Regions from separate parts of the Sus scrofa genome. Here regions 1 and 2 are each linked to region 3. Evidence: chromatin contacts called from public Hi-C and HiChIP or PLAC-seq data. All regions are on one chromosome and are shown on one strand. Each heading gives the region's core, a stretch centred on a gene start, on an enhancer-like site or on the middle of the called end of the contact. The rest is flanking DNA. Distances are from core to core; before and after follow the strand shown.

The links. A called contact is a pair of places that touch in the nucleus more often than the background predicts. HiChIP or PLAC-seq counts read pairs in DNA pulled down with a chosen protein or histone mark.
Region 1: a Hi-C map of skeletal muscle shows a contact between it and region 3, with 5 times the contacts expected there. The contact joins the enhancer-like site here to the promoter of VAV3 in region 3. A contact is called at or near these places in 2 of 47 Hi-C or Micro-C datasets (epiblast stem cells and skeletal muscle) and 2 of 2 datasets of contacts at active chromatin or transcription factors (alveolar macrophages and skeletal muscle).
Region 2: an H3K27ac HiChIP or PLAC-seq map of alveolar macrophages shows a contact between it and region 3. The contact joins the enhancer-like site here to the promoter of VAV3 in region 3. A contact is called at or near these places in 2 of 5 promoter capture datasets (fetal liver and liver), 9 of 47 Hi-C or Micro-C datasets (alveolar macrophages, blood, embryonic fibroblasts and 5 more) and 2 of 2 datasets of contacts at active chromatin or transcription factors (alveolar macrophages and skeletal muscle).

Annotation. Positions count from the first base shown.
Region 1 is chr4:111,694,709-111,697,620 of Sscrofa11.1, forward strand. It overlaps LOC106510205 (a long non-coding RNA gene), which reads left to right. Exons shown (of 7, transcript XR_002343539.1): 2 at 1,316-1,608. Among named protein-coding and RNA genes, the nearest start is that of SLC25A24, 120 kb to the left of the region's middle. Within about 2 kb of position 1,408, at least 5 of the 83 cell types and tissues checked have an H3K27ac peak or open chromatin away from gene starts, as enhancers often do. A contact at or near this core is called in skeletal muscle, where this site is marked.
Region 2 is chr4:111,987,605-111,990,760 of Sscrofa11.1, forward strand. The region is part of intron 2 of VAV3 (guanine nucleotide exchange factor VAV3); the gene reads left to right. Among named protein-coding and RNA genes, the nearest start is that of VAV3, 160 kb to the left of the region's middle. Within about 2 kb of position 1,282, at least 3 of the 83 cell types and tissues checked have an H3K27ac peak or open chromatin away from gene starts, as enhancers often do. A contact at or near this core is called in alveolar macrophages, where this site is marked.
Region 3 is chr4:111,823,597-111,826,478 of Sscrofa11.1, forward strand. VAV3 (guanine nucleotide exchange factor VAV3) reads left to right here and starts at 1,475. Exons shown (of 28, transcript XM_021090110.1): 1 at 1,475-1,769. The coding sequence starts at 1,566.

The DNA of each region.
Region 1 (2,912 bases), core at 158-2,657, 130 kb before region 3:
GATCCTCCATCCTAAGGGAGGGAGAACATCAGCTCCTCTCCTTATTTCTGGACGTCCTTCCAAAGCATGCAACATGGAAAGAGGGGGTAAGGTAACCTTTCCCTGGAGCAACCTCACGGACACTCTCTAGGCTGGATGATCAAGGTCAACGGAAGTCATAAATCGTGTTGATCGGATGCACCCTTCATAGGCTGGGGTGAAAAGGGAACTTTACTTCTGTGCGCCTCCTCCCCCAAACTCATAATCCACAATCTAATGAGGCAAACATCGGACATCTTCCAATAGAGGGCCTCCCTGCAAAATACAAGGCTAGGATGCCTCAAAATTGTCAAGGGCATCAGAAACAAGTCTGAGGAGCTATCACAGCTAAGAGGGGCCTAAGGACACATGACAACTACATGCATGATGTGATATCCTGGACTAGAATAAGGGCATTCGGGAAAAACAAAGGAAATCTGAAGAAACTACAGATCCTCATTCGTAATGTATTAATATGGGTTCCGTAATTGTACCACAGGCACCAAACTAGTGTCAGATGTTAACGGGGGAGACTGCATGTGGGGAGCACACGTGTATAGTAATTCTCCGTATTTTATCACCTTAATTTTCTGTAAATCCAGAACTGCTCTAAAAAATAAAATCTATTAATAAATCGATAAGAAAAATTCCCAGCTCCCACTCCCCAGGTGATTCTGATACACATCAAAGTATGAAAACTTCTTATCTCAAAAACGCTCCAAAGCCAAGAGTAGCCTTATGTTCTAGACCTATTCATGGGTCAGTATTTTTTTTTTAATATGCTAAAAAAGCAAACATAAGATCTTTGTGAATTTTGCATATGTGGTTTTTCTGACAGCTGTCTCCTCACTGGATGGATCAGGTGCAACAAAAAGCTGTACGATGCTGCCATGGGAGGCAGGTTCCAGGTCATGGCAATGGTAACATGAGGCGTCATGGTTCCCGGGACTCCTTTTGTCCGTTTGGAATATATTTAAATTTTATCGACCAACTAGATTCCTTTATAATATAGTTGTCAAGGTGTTTATCAGGGTTAAATGTAATTACGTATTGAGATTTTTAGGTAAGTGCCATTACATCAGTGATAAAATCATTGTGGAGTTTAGGAGAGGCTGCAAATGGCTTGAGAGAACTGCTGGGTTACAGCTGAGTGTGAGTTATGGTTCGTGTGTGTGTTTGTGTGTGTGTGTTTGGGGGGGGGCATGCACTCTCAGCAAGCAGACAACAACAACAGCTGTTTGGTTACAGGATGAGGCAGGCCAATTGGGAATTACAGAATTATTATTTCTTTGCCCAGATCTTACTCAGAACTTCCTGGCTTCAGCAAGACTGGCCTGTGACGTGAGTGAAGAGAAATGGATGAGACGCTCCCTGATAGAAACAAGGCTCTCTGGACACGGTCTCTCCAGTTGGACTGAGCCACACGGGGTTTTGAGTATGCTTTTTATCTCACCATGAAAGATGTTTGAGAAATGCTGAGCAAGGCTGGCCATTGCATTTGCAGCATATCAGGGGCTGGTTACGACAGACGCTGGGTAGGAGAAAGATATGCGGACCTGGACACCATCAGTGATCCTCTCTAGCCTGCAGGTAACTAAAACCTGGGTGATCTGGAGCAAATCAATGACCCCGAGTCCCAGAGCCCAGCTGGGACCCAGCAATGAGGTTCCCTGGTTGCGGGACTCCAGCATCAGTCACTTTTTTGAAGCATCCAGGTGATTCTTTTTTTTTTTTTTTTTAAATAGCTCCTTTTTTCATTGTTAAATGTTTTATTGAAATATAGTTGATTTACAAGGTTGTGATAATTTCTGCCGCACAACAAAGTGATCCAGTCATACATAGACCTGAGTTTCGGCAGATGATTGACCGTCAGCTGTCCCAGCTCCTTCCCCTGTTGCTGACGTTTTTCCTTAAAATTTTTTCCTCTAAGTATGATCATTGTCCTGCATCAACAGACATCTGCAGTCTTAAGTCCAGGATCTGGAATGATACATCTGGCCCAGGGCTGGCACTTCCCACCTCCCAGGTCTAGTTAGAACCATGTGTCCGTCCCTTACTGCTCTTGCCTTATCATTGTAATGAACTGCTTGCTGTTGAAAAATATGTGCTGGCGGTTTGCCTTCTCTAGGCCCCTTTTGTTCATTGCTAACAGCTGGGTATCACTCTAATTAGAATGAGTGTTGACTTTCTTTTCAGTCCTGTAATTTACGGTGCAGAAGCTGCCAAGTTGAGGTCAGTTTTGTGTGCAGGATCTGAACCTTACCAAAGTGACCTTGCCAGCTACAACTGTGTGTAGGTTCCCATTTCTGTTCTATTAAAGGATATTTTTACCATATTAAGGGAAATTTCTACCACATTAAAGGGTATTTTTTCCTTTTACTTAGGTTCTCAAATACAACCAGATATGATGAAAGCTAAAAATATTCTCCAGAATAAGTTAATGAATGCATGAAAACACAGCTCCCTTGGAAATATTATTTCATATATGCATATGATGATGATTTCATATCATCCAGGGCAGAAAATTATGGACCCTTAGGAGGGGGATTATAGGGTCATCAACTTCCAATGAAATAAAGAAGTCCCTTCTCTGACATTGCTGATGAGCACACATCCATGTTCCAGACCATTCTAAAGACTGTGATTTGTTACTATATCATTCCTGAGTGATTCGTTTCTTCTAATCCTTTATTTAAACTTTGACATTTCAAGTACCTGTGCTAAATTCAAAGACTGCACAGATTTGGGGGCAGGGGGACTCAGGGCTTATGTCCCCACACCTTAGTGCAGGAAGCAGACAAGATACCAACAATAGCAGTACATTGAGACAAGTACTCTTACAGATCTGGACTTTTCCCTGGGAGCTCCCAAACTGGGAAGTAATTAATTTTGCT
Region 2 (3,156 bases), core at 32-2,531, 160 kb after region 3:
GTCCTGTGGGGACACAAAGAACCCAGACTGGAGGTGGGAGAAGGTGAGAGAAGGCTCTGGATGGGGACCAGCCTGGCCAAGTTCGTGATGTACATGGTCAGGCACATGCATGGAACAGAGAACCAGAGCTTCCTGCTCTCAGCCTTCTGGAGCTTTCCAGGTGGCGGCAGTGGAGTTGGCCCTTCATGATGTTAATAGCTCAGGTCATCCTGAGCTCTTTCTCCTCCCTCAGCCTCCCCGGTGCATCAGCTACTGAGAAATACTTCGCATCTGTCCACCTCTTCTCTAGCTCTGCTGCTGCTTGGTTCAGACCTCTCATTTCTTCCCTGGATAATGGAGAAACCTCTCCTAGTGGCTCTCCTGGCCCCTGTCTGTATGCCACCTCCTCCTACCCTAGTCTCTCCTGCACTTTGCTGAGATCTTCTAAAAAGGCAGGTTTGACCCCGCTGTCTTTCTTCAACTTGCCCCTTGATCCTTCACAGATTCTGGGATCTCACGCTCATAAAGCAGCCTGCCTGCCCACGCCACCCCCCTTCCTCCCACGACAACTCTTAGGCATTGTTATCTGGAATTTTTTTCTTACAGATGCCACTCTTCTTATCAAACAAAGGATGGATGATGATGTAGAGAAGGAAAAATCCCTGCTGGGGATTTAGTAGTTGATTGTCAGCCTGTTACTTTGCAAATAATCTAACTCGCTGCTCCTCTTTCTGAGAGTAAATGTCCGTATTCCATATTATTTGAGGTGAAATTTTCGAAATTAAGGCATTTCAAGGCAAATAGTCTTTTCTTCTTCTTCCTTTTTTTTTTTTTTTTTTTTTTTTTTTACTGCCCTTGGGGATGTTTCCTTTTATAAATATTCCTGATGGATGTTTCTAACAGTAGATTGGTCTCCACACAGAGGACTTAAGAATCTGGCATTAATTTGTGTACTTGTCTATTTCAAATCCGGATGCACTTTACCTTAATACAATACACACTGTTCTAAAAATGCTGCATTGACCAAACAGCCTTTATTTGCTTTGGCTAAACTTGGAGTTAATGGATGGACTTGATGTACCATAAGATAGAAATAACCCTGAGCGATAGACCTGAGAGATTCACTTTAGGACATACTACATACTATCCTCCCGTCTCTTCCACGATTTATATTTTTATGGTATTTTTCTATGATAGAGTAGTAATCAGTAATCCCTTTGAGTCAATAAGAGGCGATGGTTTCAGCTTGTTTATTTTCAGAAATGTTTGTACGGTACACGCATTGCAGAAGCGAATATACTGTCGTCTGGCTCCCTCTGGTGGACAGTTATATGAAAAAATCAAACTACATAAGAGTCTTGTGGGGAGGGCACAGCTTGTGAATAGTTCTGGTGTTTTAGTATTTGTGTTAAAGTAAATGAGAGCAACAGCACATGTGTAGCCATGCTAATACTGCTGCTATTTATCTTTTTATAAATAGTGACACTGCTGGGACCACAGTGAAAAAAAAAAAAATTAGAGGCTGACTCCACCCTGTAACTTTAAAACAGTGCCAAGTCAGGACAAGGCTCATACTAAAATTCAACAATGCGGTTAATTCATGAGCCCAAATATTACTCCACGGATTATTCTGGAGTCTTCCAGTAGCTGGACTCTTCACTCAATAATGCATATTTTCAGAAATTTAGCAAATGATTATTTTTATCCTGAATCAGTTTTTTTTTGTCTTTTTGCCATTTCTTGGGCTGCTCCCGCAGCATATGGAGATTCCCAGGCTAGGGGTCGAATCGGAGCTGTAGCCACCGGCCTACGCCAGAGCCACAGCAACGCAGGATCCCAGCCGCGTCTGCAACCTACACCACAGCTCACGGCAACGCTGGATCGTTAACCCACTAAGCAAGGGCAGGGATCGAACCCGCAACCTCATGGTTCCTAGTCGGATTCGTTAACCACTGCGCCACAAAGGGAACTCCTGAATCAGTTTATTTTGATAAATTTAGTATTTGTTCATACATCATCTCCTGAATTTACACACTCACTAAAGATGTGCTGTCTTTATTATGGAAATGAATTGATATCAGGTGTTATCTTGGTGGTGGTTTCTCGCTCTTCAACCAGGAAGAAGTTGCATGAAGGCTTCCAATTAAATTTCTTTTGTATATAATCATTGTATTTTATATGTTAATAAAAGTTTACATTTATTATGTCCATCAACAGAGGAATGGATAAAGAAGTGAAAAAATGATACAAATGAACTTATTTACAAAGCAGAAACATACTCACAGACTTTGAAAACAAATTTATGCTTTCCAACGGGGAAGGGTGGAGGGGAGAGGGAAGTACTGGGGGGGCTGGGACTGACACATGCACACTTTTGTGTATGGGATGGGTGATCCACAGGAACCTGCTGTGTAGCACAGAGAAATCTAGAGAGTGTTCTGTGACGACCTCTATGGGAACGGATGTGTGTGTATGTGTGGCTGAATCACCTTGCTGTGCAGCATAAATTAGCCCAACATGGTAAATCAACTCTACTGCGATGGGATTCTTTTTTAAAGTTCACATCTATTGAGTTAAGCATTTGTTGATGGGCGTTATCGCATTTACTTTTCCCAGTAACTCCGAGAGGCAGGTGAGTGGTTGTTACCATCCATAAGGCCGGTAAGGGGTGGCCTCGCTCAGCCAGGTGTCCTTACCTCAGAGCTCGGAGTCTGTCACCCCAGTGATAAGCTGCCTCCTCCAGTAGGTGATAAATAAGCATATGTGTGGGTAATCACCGAGTGAGACCCCTGCACAGCCCCTGCACAGCCCCGGAACCTTGGCGGTTCCGTCTTTGAACTAAGGAATTCAAAGATTACCTTAACCCAGAGAGAGATGTTTACCTTTTTTTTCCTTTTCTTTGCTTTTTTTTCTTCTCATTTTGAATAGGCCTTGTAGTAGAACCTCTTTCCATTTTCTTTAATTAGGACAACTTATATCTATTATCATAGCAACGAGTTGCGTGAGAAAAATACATTTTAGCTCATTGACTTCCTCACCCAGGACTTGGAAAGAGATGGTGTGAGGTCTACGCGTGGAAGGAAGGGTAGAGTTACGGGGCACTGATGCCGAAGGTCCAGCAGGGCACGTGGGCGTTAGGTATGGGAATTTTCATGAAGAGGTTTTGAAACAGATACA
Region 3 (2,882 bases), core at 225-2,724:
GTTATTGTTTAACATTCACCGTGTGCTGCTCTTGTCACAGGCTAGTGGAAAGGCATGCAGTCCCTGTCCTTATCAGAAATACTTTTAAACATAATATTTTGCCCTGCTTATCAAATTAATGTGATTCATAATAGAAAGTTTGAACTACGGAAACGTAAAATTAAAAAATGATGTAAAATCCCAGATTTCATATTTCATTTTTATTTTCAAAATGTAAAAGAATACCTCTCGAAACAGTGACCCAGAATCACATTTACACAGAACGGCAAGAGCTGGATGTGGTAATACCTTGAGAAAAAGAATTCAAACACTATTTTTGGTTTTGAGGGACGGTGGGAGTAAAAGGGGCCAGCGTTGGGCAACCCCCAAAGATTTAAGAAATGCACAGGCGCTGCTCAGCCAGCACTAGAGTTCTGGGGTCCTGTTCCAACTTTCACTACACGTCCCCCAGCTTAGCCCTACCCGTGCCGCTGAAGACTGCTGTTAACTGCTCTCAAACCCCGGCCCGGGGCGCCCACGCATGCGCAGTGTGGCCGCCGGGAACTCCTGGGCGTTTCACAGGCCTATTTCTCTCCCGCAGGTTTTTTGTGCGGTCAGCAAAAGGGCCGGGCCTGCGGCGCCCAACAGTTCCGAACCTGCGACGGGAGAGGGACACCATCTCTAAGTGAAAAATATCTCTTGTTGAAATAGGCTCGGGGTGGGGGGCGGGTTTCTGCAGGCGTCTCCAAACACACGCTTTTAAGGTGCCCAAACAGCTTTAAGAGCAACTAACTTGGAGGAACTGGAATTATCTGCAGGAAGAGAATTTAGCGGGTGGAAGGGTTGCGGGGGCAACGATCTCTAAAACTTTCAGCCTTGCATTCTCAGGATGCTCTGTGCCCTCCCCCCGGGGAGTCCCGATGCCCCAATTAATCCTTCCCTCCTCTCAGATCCTTTAAAAATTGTGCTCGCGGTTTAGGGGGTCCTAACAGGAACCCCCGCAGAATTACAGTGTTCAGATACTCTCTCCCCAAACCGGGAAGGCGTCCCGGTAGAAGATCTTCAGACGCTTGGGGCTGTGTGAGCCTCGCCAACCTGGGGGGGCGGTGGGCGGGAGCGCCGGGATCCCCTCGGCCATCCCGCCCCCGCCTCCTCCCCTCCGCGCCCGGGCCGCCGACCCCAGGCCAGGGCGGCGCGCGCTCTCCCACCCGCGCCTCTGGGGACTCGCAGACGGCAGCGAGACCGGCCGGCGCGCTGGGCATGCTCAGTTGCCCGGCGCCGGGCTCGCGAGTCGGAAGCCTGTGCGCGGCGGTCGCCGCCGAGCCGGCCGGAGCGCACGGAGAGAGCGCTGGACGCGCTGCAGCGGCGGCCGGGCGGCGGCGGACCTCGGCCGGGACCGGAGCCGAACCCCGCGCAAAGCCCCGGATCCACCCGCCCGGGCGCCGGCTCCCTCGCACCGTCGCACCCTCGTTGGGAAGGGGCCCGCCGCGGCTGGCGTTGGCGTCGGCGGGGCGGAGGAACCGCGGCGGCGGCCGCCGCATCCTCGCCGCCTGCCCCGGGCCGGCAGCGTCCGGGAGCCGTCGGGCATGGAGCCGTGGAAGCAGTGCGCACAGTGGCTCATCCACTGCAAGGTGCTGCCCGCCAACCACCGGGTGACCTGGGACTCGGCGCAGGTGTTCGACCTGGCTCAGACCCTCCGCGATGGAGTCCTGCTCTGCCAGCTGCTCAACAACCTCCGGGCGCACTCTATTAACCTGAAGGAGATCAACCTGAGGCCTCAGATGTCCCAGGTAAGGAGGCCGGCGCGGGCGCCTCCGCCTCCAGCCGGCGTCTCCCATTAATCAGCCGGCTAATTTCTTTGTGTAAATGCAAACATCTAGGTGCGCTCAGCGTGCCCTGCCTCGCAGCCTTCTGCTTTGCGGACCACTTCTTGGACCTTGACTTGAGATGGTTTATTAGCTCTTTAGCTGAATGCTAGAGCCCTGCGTCCTGAGATGGTAGGAGGATTTCGTAAGGGCTTTCTGTGAGGCGGGAAAGAACAAGCTGTCTTGGGTGCCCTTCACCTACGTGGGGTGTGTGTGTGTGTGTGTGTGTCGGTGAACAACAAAAGGAATTTGAACCTGCTCTTTTATGGGGACGATGGAGGGGGATGAAGGGCGCTGATGGGGGGTACTTTTGCCTTTAGTCTCTTCTTTTGCTTTGCGTTTCGTCCCCATGTTTTCTTGAAAGAGGAACCATGACATAAATGAGGACTCTAGGAAGTGGAGGGCGTTCTCATACCGTTATCTGTGCGGAATGACACTGGTCAAAAGGAGGAAAAGGGAGCACAGCACAGCGGCTGCCCCCGAAAGCCCCCAGAGCTTGTGGCCAGCTGGCAGGCTACATGGTTATGTTTATAGCTCGACTTAAGCCATGTGGGAAGGAGCGAGTCCAACCTCTCTCAACAGCTACAGGAAACGAGAAGTTTCGCTCCAGATTCCGCTTTCTTTCATTCAGCGCGCTTGCTCAGGTGGTATGGTGTATGGTTGGCTTCTGTGGCTGGAGCCTTTCCTGGAGGTGACTCTTCCAGGGGTTAAAGAAGATTGCAGCTCTGGAAGGCTCTGTGCACTCTTGAGTGCGCCCCAAAGTCACATCGCAGTGGAATGGTAGTTTCTTGGTCCCATCAGAAACTTTTCATGCAGAAAGCTGTTAAACACAATTCAGCAAATCTGTTTGCTCTTTCAGAATGTAAAATACCACTTTCAGCTTAAAAGGGAGAGGAAACAGTTCCCTCTACGACACATTTTAGCACTAATCCTGAGTGATATAGAGCCTCAGCTACTGAGCAACCAGAACAGTGCCTTTTGCAGGGGAACTGACTTCATATGATGTAATAAGTATGTATTTAAAGGTAGAGCACACAG